Linked DNA regions of Mus musculus: region 1 is linked to region 2. Evidence: chromatin contacts called from public promoter capture Hi-C data. All regions are on one chromosome and are shown on one strand. Each heading gives the region's core, a stretch centred on a gene start, on an enhancer-like site or on the middle of the called end of the contact. The rest is flanking DNA. Distances are from core to core; before and after follow the strand shown. Region 1 overlaps Tdrd7 (tudor domain containing 7). Region 2 holds the start of Stra6l (STRA6-like).

The links. Promoter capture Hi-C pulls out the DNA fragments that hold promoters and counts their contacts.
Region 1: a contact with region 2 is called in a promoter capture Hi-C map of the C10 cell line, with 2.0 times the contacts expected there. The contact joins the enhancer-like site here to the promoter of Stra6l in region 2. A contact is called at or near these places in 7 of 39 promoter capture datasets (the 3T3-L1 cell line, the C10 cell line, cranial neural crest and 4 more) and 1 of 9 other capture datasets (liver).

What each region holds. Positions count from the first base shown.
Region 1 is chr4:45,988,507-45,994,986 of GRCm38.p6, reverse strand. It overlaps Tdrd7 (tudor domain containing 7), which reads right to left. Exons shown (of 17, transcript NM_146142.2): 3 at 5,768-5,909; 4 at 4,757-4,937; 5 at 2,717-2,790; 6 at 463-680. Gm52728 (a long non-coding RNA gene) reads left to right here. Exons shown (of 3, transcript XR_003955392.1): 3 at 2,192-2,208. Among named protein-coding and RNA genes, the nearest start is that of Gm52728, 7.1 kb to the left of the region's middle. Within about 2 kb of position 1,971, at least 2 of the 459 cell types and tissues checked have an H3K27ac peak or open chromatin away from gene starts, as enhancers often do.
Region 2 is chr4:45,844,950-45,851,467 of GRCm38.p6, reverse strand. It overlaps Stra6l (STRA6-like), which reads right to left and starts at 2,521. Exons shown (of 18, transcript NM_028788.4): 1 at 2,371-2,521. The coding sequence starts at 2,390.

The DNA.
Region 1 (6,480 bases), core at 722-3,221, 140 kb before region 2:
AATATGACTATATGATTACAGTATCAGCTCTAGAACAAATCAAGTTCCATGTAAAAACAATTACAATTAGCACAAATGAAATAAATTTGTTCCAACTGAAAAGCCTTTAAAAATGCTCAAGGATAAGCATATACAAACTAGGACTAATACAAACTGTGACCAATAAACTAAAATGGCACAACAGCCAATGTTTATTGGCAGAAGTTCAATCAACACAAAATGGTACACAGTACATATTACCAAATATTAAATGCATCTTAAAACTCAGACAAAATAGGTAACAGCACTCCAAGCTCGTCATTTGTTTGTAGGAGTAAGAAGCCACGTGTGTTAATCTCAGAGACAGTTAGTCAGAAGCTCATGGCAGCATTATGAGCAGCATTCTGCTCTGCGACTACTAACTTGGGACCTGCAAGCTGGGCAGGGAGGGGGCATAGAGGGGAAGAAGAAGGAAACACGTACCGTGCAAATGTGAGGCCAGTGTTCAAACTGCTGTAAAACTCCTTGGTTAAGGTCTTCTTTATAAAACTCTTTGTAAAAATGTGGAAGCTTAGATATCCAAATGCCATTGTTATGCTTGTCTAATATTTCCTTTATGCGGTTTTGAACCTCATCCATCTTATTAGTGTAAGAGGCAGGAGGCGTGATATTTGGTTTCTCAACAGTCTGATTTAAATTATCTTTAAATTAAAAGAATGATAGAATTAATAGATTATTCCATTACCTAGCATTTGTGTCTCTGACTCTGCTATGCTGTGGGCTCTGGGATCCTGAACTTAGAAACCTGTGGACTAAGCTGAGCGGCTCTGAGGACTGCCTCATCTACTATCCCTGAGTTCTAGCAGCAAAGCCAAGACACCTTCAATGAGAGGACTTATCCCTTCATTTTGCAGGGATACTTTATAGTTTACTTTGAACATTATGACAATCGTTCTGAGTAAAAAGTAATGTTTTATTTTTAATGGCAACTAAGGGAGACAATATTTTAGATAATATATGTGTAGTGCTCAACTGAAGCTATAATCTACGAGGCACAAAAAGTAGGAAGAGTGCTTTAATAAAAGATAAAAAGATGTCCAGGTTTTCTGACTATGATGAACTTTCTCTTTAACTAAGAAAAACAATTTAACAATCCACAGGAGCCTGAAATCTACAAAAAAATGATTCTAGCTAGTTTATGGACATCAACCACAGGTCTGGCTTCTACTTCTTCAACATTTATCTTTCATAAAGTTTTAGCTGGCTTCTTTCACTCCTGTTTATTTTTTTATTTAAACTCAGAATGCCTGAGTTTACATACTAATCAAGAGAAACCTGTGTGTTACTGTGACCATTGTGGTATTTTAACTATGGAAATAATGTCAAACCTACATAGAATTCTATCGGGATATATATCAACATATCAAAATCTAACACCTACATGAAAAATTTATTTACAATTTAATCAGATACCTTTTCTGCTAAGTAAAGTCATTTTTATTTTCTTCTTCATTAACTAATAAGAGATAGATAGCCTAGTCTGGGGATACTGATCTCTAAGGATACCAGGTACCAAAAAGAGCTTTCCTTGAGGATCCTTAGTGATTACTCCTCTCTTCTCACTAGAAGACACAATGATGTGCCTCTGCCACCCTTAGACTGGCACAGAGAGGAGAAGGGTCCAGGATACCCATAACTGTTTCCTATTAAGGAAATAACATATTCTATTTTAAACTCCTAAAGAGGCATACAACTTCACTGAGTAGTCATGATCTAGAAAATTCATATGTAAAAATAGTTCTTATATACAAAAATCATACTATTCACTTTCATTATCAATACTGTAAGAATACTCCTATGTAAAAGGAATCTATACTCAATAAGAGACATAATGCAAGCAACAAATCCTGCCCAGTTATTTCACAGAGCAGAGCCAGCCCTCCGGAAAGCTGTTCTTGGTGAGAGTACTCAGTGGAGTCACATGCTGCTTGCAAAGGCAAGTCCAGGAGTGGTGCACTTCTAACCAGCAGTTTCCTTGGCTTCATTTGCTAGCCTATTGTTTCCTAATGGCCCTTTTCATTTCATAACCAATAATTACTTACACCCAGCTGTCACCTCACCATTTAAAATAATTTTAATCTTTATTTTTTTCATTTTATGTGAATGGATGTTTTGACTGCATGTATGTCTGTGCACCTCCACATATATGCAGTGCCTGCAGAAGTAAGAAGAGGGTGTCAGATATTCTGGGACAGGAACCACATTGGCTTTGGGAATCAAACCTGGATCCTTTGGAAGAGCAGCCACTACTCTGAACTTGTGAGTTATTTCTCCAGGCCCCACACCTCACAGTTCACAGTGCCAACTTTTACTAGTACAGCAACTCGAGAATCTCTTATGAATTTAAGCCCCACATTTAGACCTTGAAAGAGAGCAGGTAGTTTCCTTAAAGTGAGGCCTCTGCATGTCAAATCTTGAGGGTTCACTCTCTAATTAGGGAGTGGGTGACACGTGGCCATGGAGCAGAATGGGTCTGGTGTGATGGAGGCCTCAATGCACACTGACGTTATCACTGGAAGCATTATTTTCTCTAAAGATCACTTCAATCCATGAGTCTGCAGTTAGAAATGGAGTGAGGGAGATAAATCTCATGCAGGAGAAGTGAGAGCGCATGTCAAAAGCCACCATTAGATTGCTCTGTTGGGGCCCGAGACTCATGCACATCTGGAGAACATACCATTGACTTCCGTAGGGCAGGCCCTTGAGATGTGTGTCTGGAAAGACGCTGGCAAGGATGACTTTGGACTGAACCTAAGGTGTGAAAACAGCAAGTTTTAAACACTGCTTTTCATTTAAAGTCCCCATGTCACTGACCAACAAAATAACTTAAGAAAATATCCCAAAATATGAAAACACATTTGGCATCATATTTCATATTTACTCAGAGGTATGTTAAAAGCTAAATTCAAAGTAGGTTTTTGAAAGTCTTTTAGAACCTGGAGTAAGAGTTTCAACTAATCATCTTTAAAGGGATAAATAAATAAAAGCACATGAAGAATAAACACTTAAAATACGGACTATTATGGAACATAACCACATGCACAAGACTAGCTGCAGCACAGAGTGGGACATGCTGCAGTCACAGCCTTTAACCCAGGCGCTGGAGAACAGGAGCAGACCGTACAAACATTAGCTTTAGCTTGGCTGTAGTGGAACTGAAGTTTCAAAGTCAGCAGACAGGCTGCTCGAATAACCACACGGAGAAAAGAGACATAGGCCCCTGCCTACCTCACATCCTTTCCAACATAATTTACTATCAACTGTTGGACTCACATAGAAAGATGTTTCCAGATATAAGTATGAATAAACCACACCCACACACATGCATGCACACATACACCCACACACATCCATATACATAGGCGTGCACCCCACACCCAACATGCATCCACATGCTCCTCCATATGCACCCCACATCAACTCCCCACATTCTTACTCCTCTGTCTGTCTGTCTGTCTCGCTCACTCTGTGTGTGTGTGTGTATATTTTTCCTTCAGTAGTGTCCCAGGCTCTTGAGTAATGTTTAGTACTAGCATGGGAGAGTGAGTGTTATAAGACTTGCTGAATGAACCATGATCAAAGGAAACAGTGACTGTATTTTTGTCATTGTGGGAAGCAGTCACAATTTTGAGCAGCACAAAAGATTTAAAAACTAAACTGTTTCAAATGAAGCATATTTCCTAATGGTATTTTAATTCTAAAAGAAGCAATCAGGCTGTCAACTACTAATAATGGATTTAGCACATGCCAATGCTCTGCACTAAGCTATATACGTTCTCAACAGAAAATGCCAAAGCACACCTTTCTGCCAAGCTATTTTTAAATTAATTTTTCCTAACTATTTAGCATCTGGATGGAAAGCTTCTGAGGAAAAACTCATCTTTACCGCCAAGCAGACACAGCTTAAAGGAATATGACATCACAAATTTACAGAAAGGCACAGCTTTCAACTTGGAAGGGAGATGGACACTGATTTATCTCTATCAGGGCTCAGCACGTATTTCCTGTCAGGAGGCCAACAGGACAGACTTCAGGCTCTGCACAACCACTCAACTCTGCCACTGCAGTAAAAAACAACACAGGCCATACATGAACAGAGTGTGGCCATGCTCCTATAAAACTGTATTTACAAAAGCAGGCAGTGAGTTTCTGAATTGTAGCTTGCTGACCTCTAGGTGACTTCTTAGAAGCATAACATTTAGAAATAGAAAGAATCCGTTTGATCAGCTTCCTGCATGCTTTCACTGGACAAGTGTGGAATCGTCCGCACAACATAAAACAATGAGCTTAAGTTGGCTGCGCAGGCATGGTCACACCCAAGCAGGGGCTAGGAGTGCCAGTGCACCAAGATCAAATGCTACTGCCTGACTGTGGCAATTACCAGAGCAAAGGTGAATGAACATACAGCTAAATGAGATTGTACCTGAAACTTACTAACTGTAAGAACAATTTTGTAGAAAAATTTGAATATACAAAATAGCATCTTAGAAGAACTTATTAGAGTGTGTACAGCTGACTGGACAAGGAGAGATGGCAACAGCAGGAGGAAACAGTACGGGGGTCACTCAGGGGATGCCACCAGGCAGTAAGAGGATTAACAGCTATGCGTGTGATGCAGGTAACATGAAGAAAATGCTTCTCCTATGAACACACACTTCTAACAGTGGTTACCCAGCTCTCCACACTGCTCCTTTAAGCCAGATGGTGCCCGGGGTACCTGCTATTGGCAGACATGCTCGCGTGCCTCTGCACTGGAGTGTCTGGGTACGGCGGCATGTCCACGTCAGCCTTAACTCCCAAGGCGCTTCCTCTGTCTCTTAACAGCGCTGAATTAGGTTTCCTGCTGATGGAATAATCTGAGGCAAATCCTGGTTGTCTGAGAGTTGCCTTTGGCTTTCCTATAAATTAGGCAGATACAACATAATCAGCTGGCTTCCTCAGACTGTAGTTTCATTATGTTGCTCCAGATGTTTCTGCTGGTCATACTTCCCAGAACAATCAAAAGAACACAAGGAGGAGTGAGTAGGGGACACTAGAGACTGGGGAGTTCTGTGGATGGGTCTTGCCTGCCTCATTAGCCAGTGCTTGCTTCCGCTCACTACTGTGTGAGCACTTCCCAAGCCACCACCAGTTGGTGTGAAGCCAGCAGGACCCTCTTGCTTTCTCAGTGCACACATTCTGCCTGCACCCAAGTCGCCCATCATCATTCACAGTGATGGCTGCCTTGGCTAAAATGCTTCTGCCATGAATCACCTAACACTGCATATCACTGCCACACCACTGCTTGAGAATCTCGTTTTAGAATTTACTATAACTTCCTAGAGATAGGCATTCAGGAAATACAGCTGTTTATCGTGTTGTCAGGCCATGTAATTCATATTTCTCTGAAAAATAAATGTCTTAACCAAAAGACATAATCTGCTAAGTACAAAAGCCTACCACAGGTTCTTGGTTCATCCGACATTCTGGATGAGGATTCTTGACAAATAACCTAAAATGGTAAGACTGTACCTAGTTGTCACCACAGTCACCATCAGTTGCATTATTCTGCACTGTCACCACTGGATTTTGTAAGTCACATTCATCTTCATCATTTCAATGGAAATCCCAGTTGCAGGAATATTCTCCTGACATGTGGATATCAGTAAGTACTCAATGAACAGTTTATCAGGAACATGGGCAATAATTCTATAAGTCCTTATGATAATCTACTCAGGAAAAGACTTACCTTCTAGAAAGAACGGCATGGCTTTCTTCACTCTCATCTGACAATTAATTTGTCGCCCTATTTTCCTTTTAGAGGTCCTCTGACGAGCCACAAGCTGAGCGATCCTTGCAGTTTCTGTGCAGGCTACTGCATAGCAGACGATCTGTGAGCAGCAGAGTGAGAGCAGGACATTCGGAGAGCCAGTTTGTAAGGGCTGGGTCCCAGTGAGCCAACGTACCCCAGAGCCCGGGGTACACAACTCCCAGTGCCTTTCTCCCAAATTTCCAGAACCAAAATTATATTTAACACAGAAGGAATCATGCGTGGTCCAGTACTCTTTCTTCAAGTTGAGAGTTTCATTTATTTTTTAAACAGATACTTATTAATCATTTACAGTAAAGTAAGTACTGGGGAACAAGCAACCGAGCCAAAGGCATCCTGTGCTCTGCACACACCAGCTCAGAGGCGCATGCACGTGTATCAGCTCAAGTGCGTGAGTGGTACATCCTTCCGCCACTTACCCAGGAAAAACAGCGAGTGCTCAGAAAGCTAAGCTCCAGGCTCACACACTGAGGCTGTCTCTCTGAGGCTAAAGGATGTTATTTTTTAAAATTACATTTGTTTGTGCATGTGTTACTCTAAGTTGAAATTAAGAACAATATAGCTTTATGCAACACCTACAGTTTACAGTACTCTTGGCCAGTGCTTCTATTCTTCAGAATACAAAGAAAAAA
Region 2 (6,518 bases), core at 1,272-3,771:
AGGCATGGGCAGCTCCTGGTTGCTGCCCTTCCGTGGGGAGCACGCATGGCTGTTGTCGTGTGTATCTGAAGTACTCAGAGCAGCCATCATGAAAAAATAAAAAGGTCGACTGAGGGAGGCAGAGGCAGGTGGATTTCTGAGTTTGAGGCCAGCCTGGTCTACAAAATGAGTTCCAGGACAGCCAGGGCTACACAGAGAAACCCTGTCTCGAAAAACCAAAAAAAAAAAGAAAAGGTTGACTGAAGAAGAAAGAGGTTTGTTTCTACTCCCTACCATTCTTTGTCTGAAGGTTTATTTTATCAGGGGCAGAGAGATGGCTCATGGCTAAGAGCCCTGGCTGCTTTGGGGGAGGATCTGGGTTTGATTCCCAGCATCCATCTGGAAGCTCACAACCATTTGTAACTCCAGTTCTAGAGGATCTGATATCATCTCCACGGGCACAAGGCATAGACGTGGTGAACAGACATACTTGTAGGCAAAACATCCATACAGATGAAAGGAAATGGGGGAAAATAAATTTTAAAATATATTATAATTTGTGTGTATGCACATATATATACACTTTTATACACACACATATATATGTATATGTATACACACACATATTTTCGGCACACAACTGGCCTAAAGGTGGACTGAGTCCCCTCTGCACAGCCACACCAGGTGCCTTCCTCCTGAGGAACACTTTCTCACTGTCCCATGGAGCCACAGGTCAGCCTGTCCCTCTAACCAGCTCATCCTCCGAAGTCCTCATTGCAGGAGCAGTGGCTCCACATGCCCATCTGGCCACATCACAGATCCAGAGCGACTCTGGCTGGCTCCTCCATCCCTGTGGAATCCGCTCAGCTCTGTCCTTGCTCGTAGCCCAGGTAATGATCATTGTCACTAGACCATACAGCAGCCCTCTGCCCCATCTCTGACCCATCCGCCATGTGGACCAGAGCCACCTTTCTAGAAACCCACATCTGATGGCATCAGGCCCTGTCACCTCAGCCTCTCCTGCTCTCCCCCAGCCACAGAGCCCACTGGAGAGAGAGGGGCAGGCTCTCTTGGACTCTACAGCACACCATTCCCTTCCCACACCCTCCAGAGATGCTCAGCCCTCTCCATTTACCTATCCTCTAGATAACTCCCATCATGCCTTCTTTGTCTCCATGGCTCCCTTCTCTCCTGTCTACTTTGGGATCTCTTAGCATTCTGACCAGATCCTGGGACTCCAGAAGGCAGTGGGCCTGTTTTCTGCTCTTGATTCCCCAAGTTCTCAGGTCAGAGTGCGAGTCTCAGTTCCTACCATCTGGGCAGGACTAGAACTTCCCTGATCCTCCATCCTTCCCATCCCAGTTCTCCTTTGATGCTCTCAAGTTTGTGGGCTCACCCTCTCCTGTCAGAAAGGCTATTCTCAGCAAGAAGGCAGATGCTGCTGAGGGCGGAGAAAAGAGGACAGTTGCACGCACTGGGGGTAAATCAGCCTGACCATCATGGGAGAAGGCATGGAGAGTCTTCAAAAAACTAAAAATCCAACTTCCTCTCAATTCAACATTTCCACTAGTGGAGACATCGACCAAGGAAATGAAAGTAGTGTTTTCAAAGCGGTAGATGCATTCATGCTTAATATTCACAACAGCTGAAACATGGTGTCTACCACCAGGTCCAACTTCAGGGCAAAGAGAATAAGTTACATCCATAACTTAAATAAACTCAAATAAAGAAGGAAATCCTGTCAACATAGATGAGCCCAGAGGGCATTGCAGGAAGATAAGCAATGCATGACATCACTCATCTAGGGCCACCAGAAAAGGCTGACACAAGGGCAGGCTGGGACAAGAGAGGAGGGAGAAGGAGGAGGCTGGTGAGAGAGGCTGGCCACCATACAAAGTTACAGCTATGAGGAAAAGGGGCCACTGCTGTGCTGCTGTTTTGTGGCCCAGCAGGGTGACTAGAATTAACAATTGGCTACATAGCAGACGGGGGAGGGGAAGGGCTGTCTTGCCACAAGGAAATGGTAAATATTTGAGGTCAGATCAGTGTTTCCTACACATATGAAGACATCAAAGTGTACTCCATAAATGCGGACAATTATAAAATATCAATTAAAAAGGGCGAGGAAGGATGGGGAGTTTTACACCAGAGTAACAGATGAAGAAACCATGTCAGAAGACTGCAGTCAGGATTCGGTCAGGATCCTCTGACCTGGGCTCTGCCCACTCACCGTGGCTCTGACTGACACGGAGGAAATCTACCATAGTTCTGCCTTTTCATGTCCGCCTGCCTGCAGATTAGCCAGTCCGTGTCTTTCTCCCAGTCTGTTAATCTCTAACATCAAAAGAGCCGTGAGGAGTGACCCATCTCTGCTCAGTCTCTGCCGCTCACCTTGTGCTGGCAGCAAGCATCTTGCTGAAGGACGACTGTGCGCGGTACTGTGGATGCTGCGGTCCTGGGGCTGCTCCGTTCCTCGGAAGCTTGTTTATGACGGCTTCCCATGAGCTCCTATTCTCCCCAGTTTGATCTGTAGACCCAGACTCTGAGAAAAGGCAAATACCCAGTGAAACATTTACTTGGGAGTGAAATCAGGCAGCAGCCCTCTTCCTGGTTTCACAACACTTTTGGCTCCTCTGATTCTCAATCCACAAGCGGAGGCTCCTCTCTTCTGCTGCCTCCCCCTTGGCCTTGCTGCTATTCCTTTCACACAGCAACCCCCCACTCCTCACCCCCGCCCCAGCTGTGGTCCCAGGACCACCCACCCCCAGCTGTCTGCCGGCTTTGCCTGGCAGCTGTGTGCCTTTGGCTAGCTATAAAAAATTATTACAGGTAATAAACTAGGTCTCCAAGCCGTAAACCAGGACGGCTGGCTTAGAGGTTCTCCTTGGACACTGGCAGCCAGCCTCTTGTTTGGAGAAATGAGGGGAGACAGGTTTGAGATCGTGACAGAGATACATGACAGAGCCTGCTAGCGGCTCATCCATGAGCTTCACATTCTCTGCGCGGAGAGTAAGGCTACTACTTGGTAACTCTTCCTCATCAAGGCCAGACTCCAGCCACCCTGGCATCTGAGAGCAACTGCCCAACAAGGATTCCTGTGGGACAGGTGCAGGAGTGCTGGGTGCCCCCTCTGCACAGTGTGCTTAAGGACTGAGAGAGCCCACCACTTCCTCTTTCCCACGGGAGGGGAATCACAAGAACTGGGGAACACAAGACCTTGAGTCACCATGCTTAGAGCATTGGCCCTTACATGCTGTCCCCTCACAGTCTAGCCCACAGGCAAAAAACTAAAGCTGACTTACTTGTAAGCCGTCAATGACACATGGGCTGACTTGTCACAGAGCTCACCTGACCCTTTCTAATACTTCCTAGAGGACAGAGGACTTTGTTGGCACCTGAAGTCCCAAGTCCCCTATTTTAAGAATAAGGTTTCAAGTTAGCCTAATGACTTCCTTAATGGCCCTGTCTCCAAAGATGGTCATGTCCTAAATGCTAGGAGTCCATGCTTTGGTACCTGAGCTTAGAGCCTACCCAGAGAGTCTAATCAGCTATGGTGGGAGGGAGGCTTGGAACAGGTGCGGACATTGATATCCTAGACAATGGTATCACCCACTTGATCTTTCCACCACTGCCCGAAACAGCCCCACTCACTCCTGCAATGCCATCTTGGCTTGAGCAAAATTCATCTCCTGTCACACAGGTGAGTCTTCTGGATGTGTGGAACCCTGATGGGTGCTGTGGTTTGAAATCTTGAGAGTCAGCTCCACCATTAAGAAGCCTAGGGGGCTGGAGAGCTGGCTCAGTGATGAAGAGCATTGACTGTTCTTCCAAAGGTCCTGAGTTCGATTCTCAGCCACCACATGGTGACTCACAACCATCTGTAAAGGGATCTGGTGCCCTCTTCTGGTGTGTCTGGAAACAGCTACAGTGTACTCATATAAATAAAATGGAGAAGAGGAAGAGGGCGAGGGAGGGGGAAGGAGGGGCGGAAGAGGAGGAGGAGGAGGAGGAGGAGGAGGAGGAGGAGGAGGAGGAGAAGGAGAAGGAGAAGAAGAAGAAGAAGAAGAAGAAGAAGAAGAAGAAGAAGAAGAAGAAGAAGAAGAAGAAGAAGAAGAAGCAGAAGAAGCAGAAGAAGCAGAAGAAGCAGAAGCAGCAGCAGCCTCGTAACTCGGTAAGCCGTCAGTCTCCTGCATCCCATCTGAAGATGAGTGCGCTGCACCTGGGTTATGGACATTTGAGGCTAAAGTGAGCAAGGACACTGCAGGTGTTTAGTAGAGTTGCCTGACAGTGAATCCCAGCCAGCTGAGCATCCAGTCACACCACAGATACTGGCGATCGAGTCCCGGCACTCCTGATGGATCACAGCGGTTCAGACCCCTGATCAGATCTGAATAAGTACAGTGTTTGGGATACTGATGAGTTTCCACAAATGCTGGGTGTCAAGATGGACTTAAAAGGAAGGTAGAAAGGAATACAGGAGGCCCCAGTGCAACTCAGCTCTCTCCTGGGTCCCTGCAGTCAGAGAGGCACAGGAAGCTCCTCCTGGGAACGGCGGTTGCTTCAATGGATTGGCAGCTCTCTAGTGCCGGTGCCCAGCTCATTGCTAAGCATTTAGATGCTATCTCTTCTGGAGGTGCTTACTGTAGGTCCTCCTGGCTCCTGGCCAGACTGCAAGTGAATGTGTTCCACTTTTAGATGACTGTGACCATTCTCCTCACACCCATAAGAAAAGGTCATTGTTGAATTGTCACTGGCCCAGGGCATGATGGGAAGGCAGCCACCTAACCACCTAATGCAGAAAACCCCAAGCATTTGTTCCCAGGTGAGTAAGTTCAGGGGAGTTTCATGTGTGAGCCCCTTCATATCTGAGGGGCTGCCATGTGCCCCCTGTGGCCCCTCTGTCCATGCCCCCTTAGATTTTCTTGCCTTCCCTGAAGATTCCATGTTGAATCTAAACCTAGAAGTTGATAAGTGTCTAAGGTACTCCCACAGCTGATGTCTCTCCCACAGCTGATGTCTCTCCCACAGCTGATGTCTCTCCCACAGCTGATGTCTCTCCCACAGCTGATGTCTCTCCAGGATGCCAGCCTATGGGTGCCTTTGTGAATATTATTTCATCTAGTCAACGTACACTGACTCTTCTTCCAGCTTTGGAATACACGAAAGGTCTCTCTGAGTTTGTAAGGTCACTGATTTATAAAACAAAACAAGTAACAAGAAGCCAGAGCCCTGTATAGAGAAGAGCCCTATGACCCTCAACCCGAGACCTCTGTGGAGGGGGGCTGCACATGGGCAGAGCAAGGACAGCAATGGTGGAATGTACTAGAACCTAGTAGAGACGTCACTGTCTTTGGTCCCTGTGTTTCTGTGGGTGAAGCCACAGAAAGAAACTGAACAGTGTGTCACAATGGCTGCACTTGCTTTCTGAGGGTCAGGAATTTGTCACTGGACTACCTCCACTCCTTCTATAGAAATATGACTTAATTATTAAGTAAAGGAACAAAGAACTCTGCCGTCTGGGACACCTAGTATGGTTTTATCCCTGTGTGACACTAAATGCTTTCTGGGGTTGGGTGTGATCCTTAACTGAGAAATGCTTTTCTCTCTTTGGGAAAGAATTTATAGGGCTGGAGAGATGACTCAGCGGTTAGAAGCACCGATTGCTTTTCCAGAGGTCCTGAGTTCAATTCCCAGCAACCACATGGTGTCTCACAACCATCCGTAATGGAATCTGATGCCCTTTCCTGGTGTGTCTAAAGACAACAACATCGACAGTATACTCACATATATAAAATAAATAAATAAATCTTAGAAGAAAGAAAGAAAGAATTTATAGTTGGCTTCCATTTCTTCTGTGTTCGCAAATAGACCTGGGAACCAAATAAATAAATAAAACCAAACCTCACAGCTGGGCATTCCATGACCTTTGATCTGGAAGGAGATGATCTTTTCAGGCTGTTCTGAGAAGGCTCGGGTCTCAAGAAGCCATTGAGATGGTAGGACCAGAATTCATTTGAAGGATACTTTTATAATATCAAGAATGAGAGTCACTTAAACTAAAGGCATGCAGGGACAGAATATGAGACCTGGGCTGGGATAATCAGAAACCAGGTCTTCAACCCTGTTCTACCTTAAGAGCCATGTGGCTTCTACGGGTGGAGTCTTGCTCAGTCTGTACAAAACTCAGTGAACTCTGTCACTGTTGTAGGGGTGAGTGTGGAGGGTGGATGGGAGGAAGAGCCAATTAATACCTTTCTCGAGTGAGTTTTCACTATGCAGGACTGGGTTAGTTCCTGCCATAGCTGGCTATTACAAATGTTCTCTGGCTGGGGGATGTAACTCAGTTGGTAGAGAGCTTACCCAGCATGCACCTGGCCTCAGGTCTATAAACCTTAACACCTGGAAGGTAGAGGTGGCGGGGGATTGGGAGTTTAAGATCATCTTTGGCTGCATAGTAAGATCTAGGACAGCATGGGCTCCATGAGTCTCCAACTCAACAACTGGAGACAAGAAAGCAAAGCAAGCCGCGCTCCCCCACT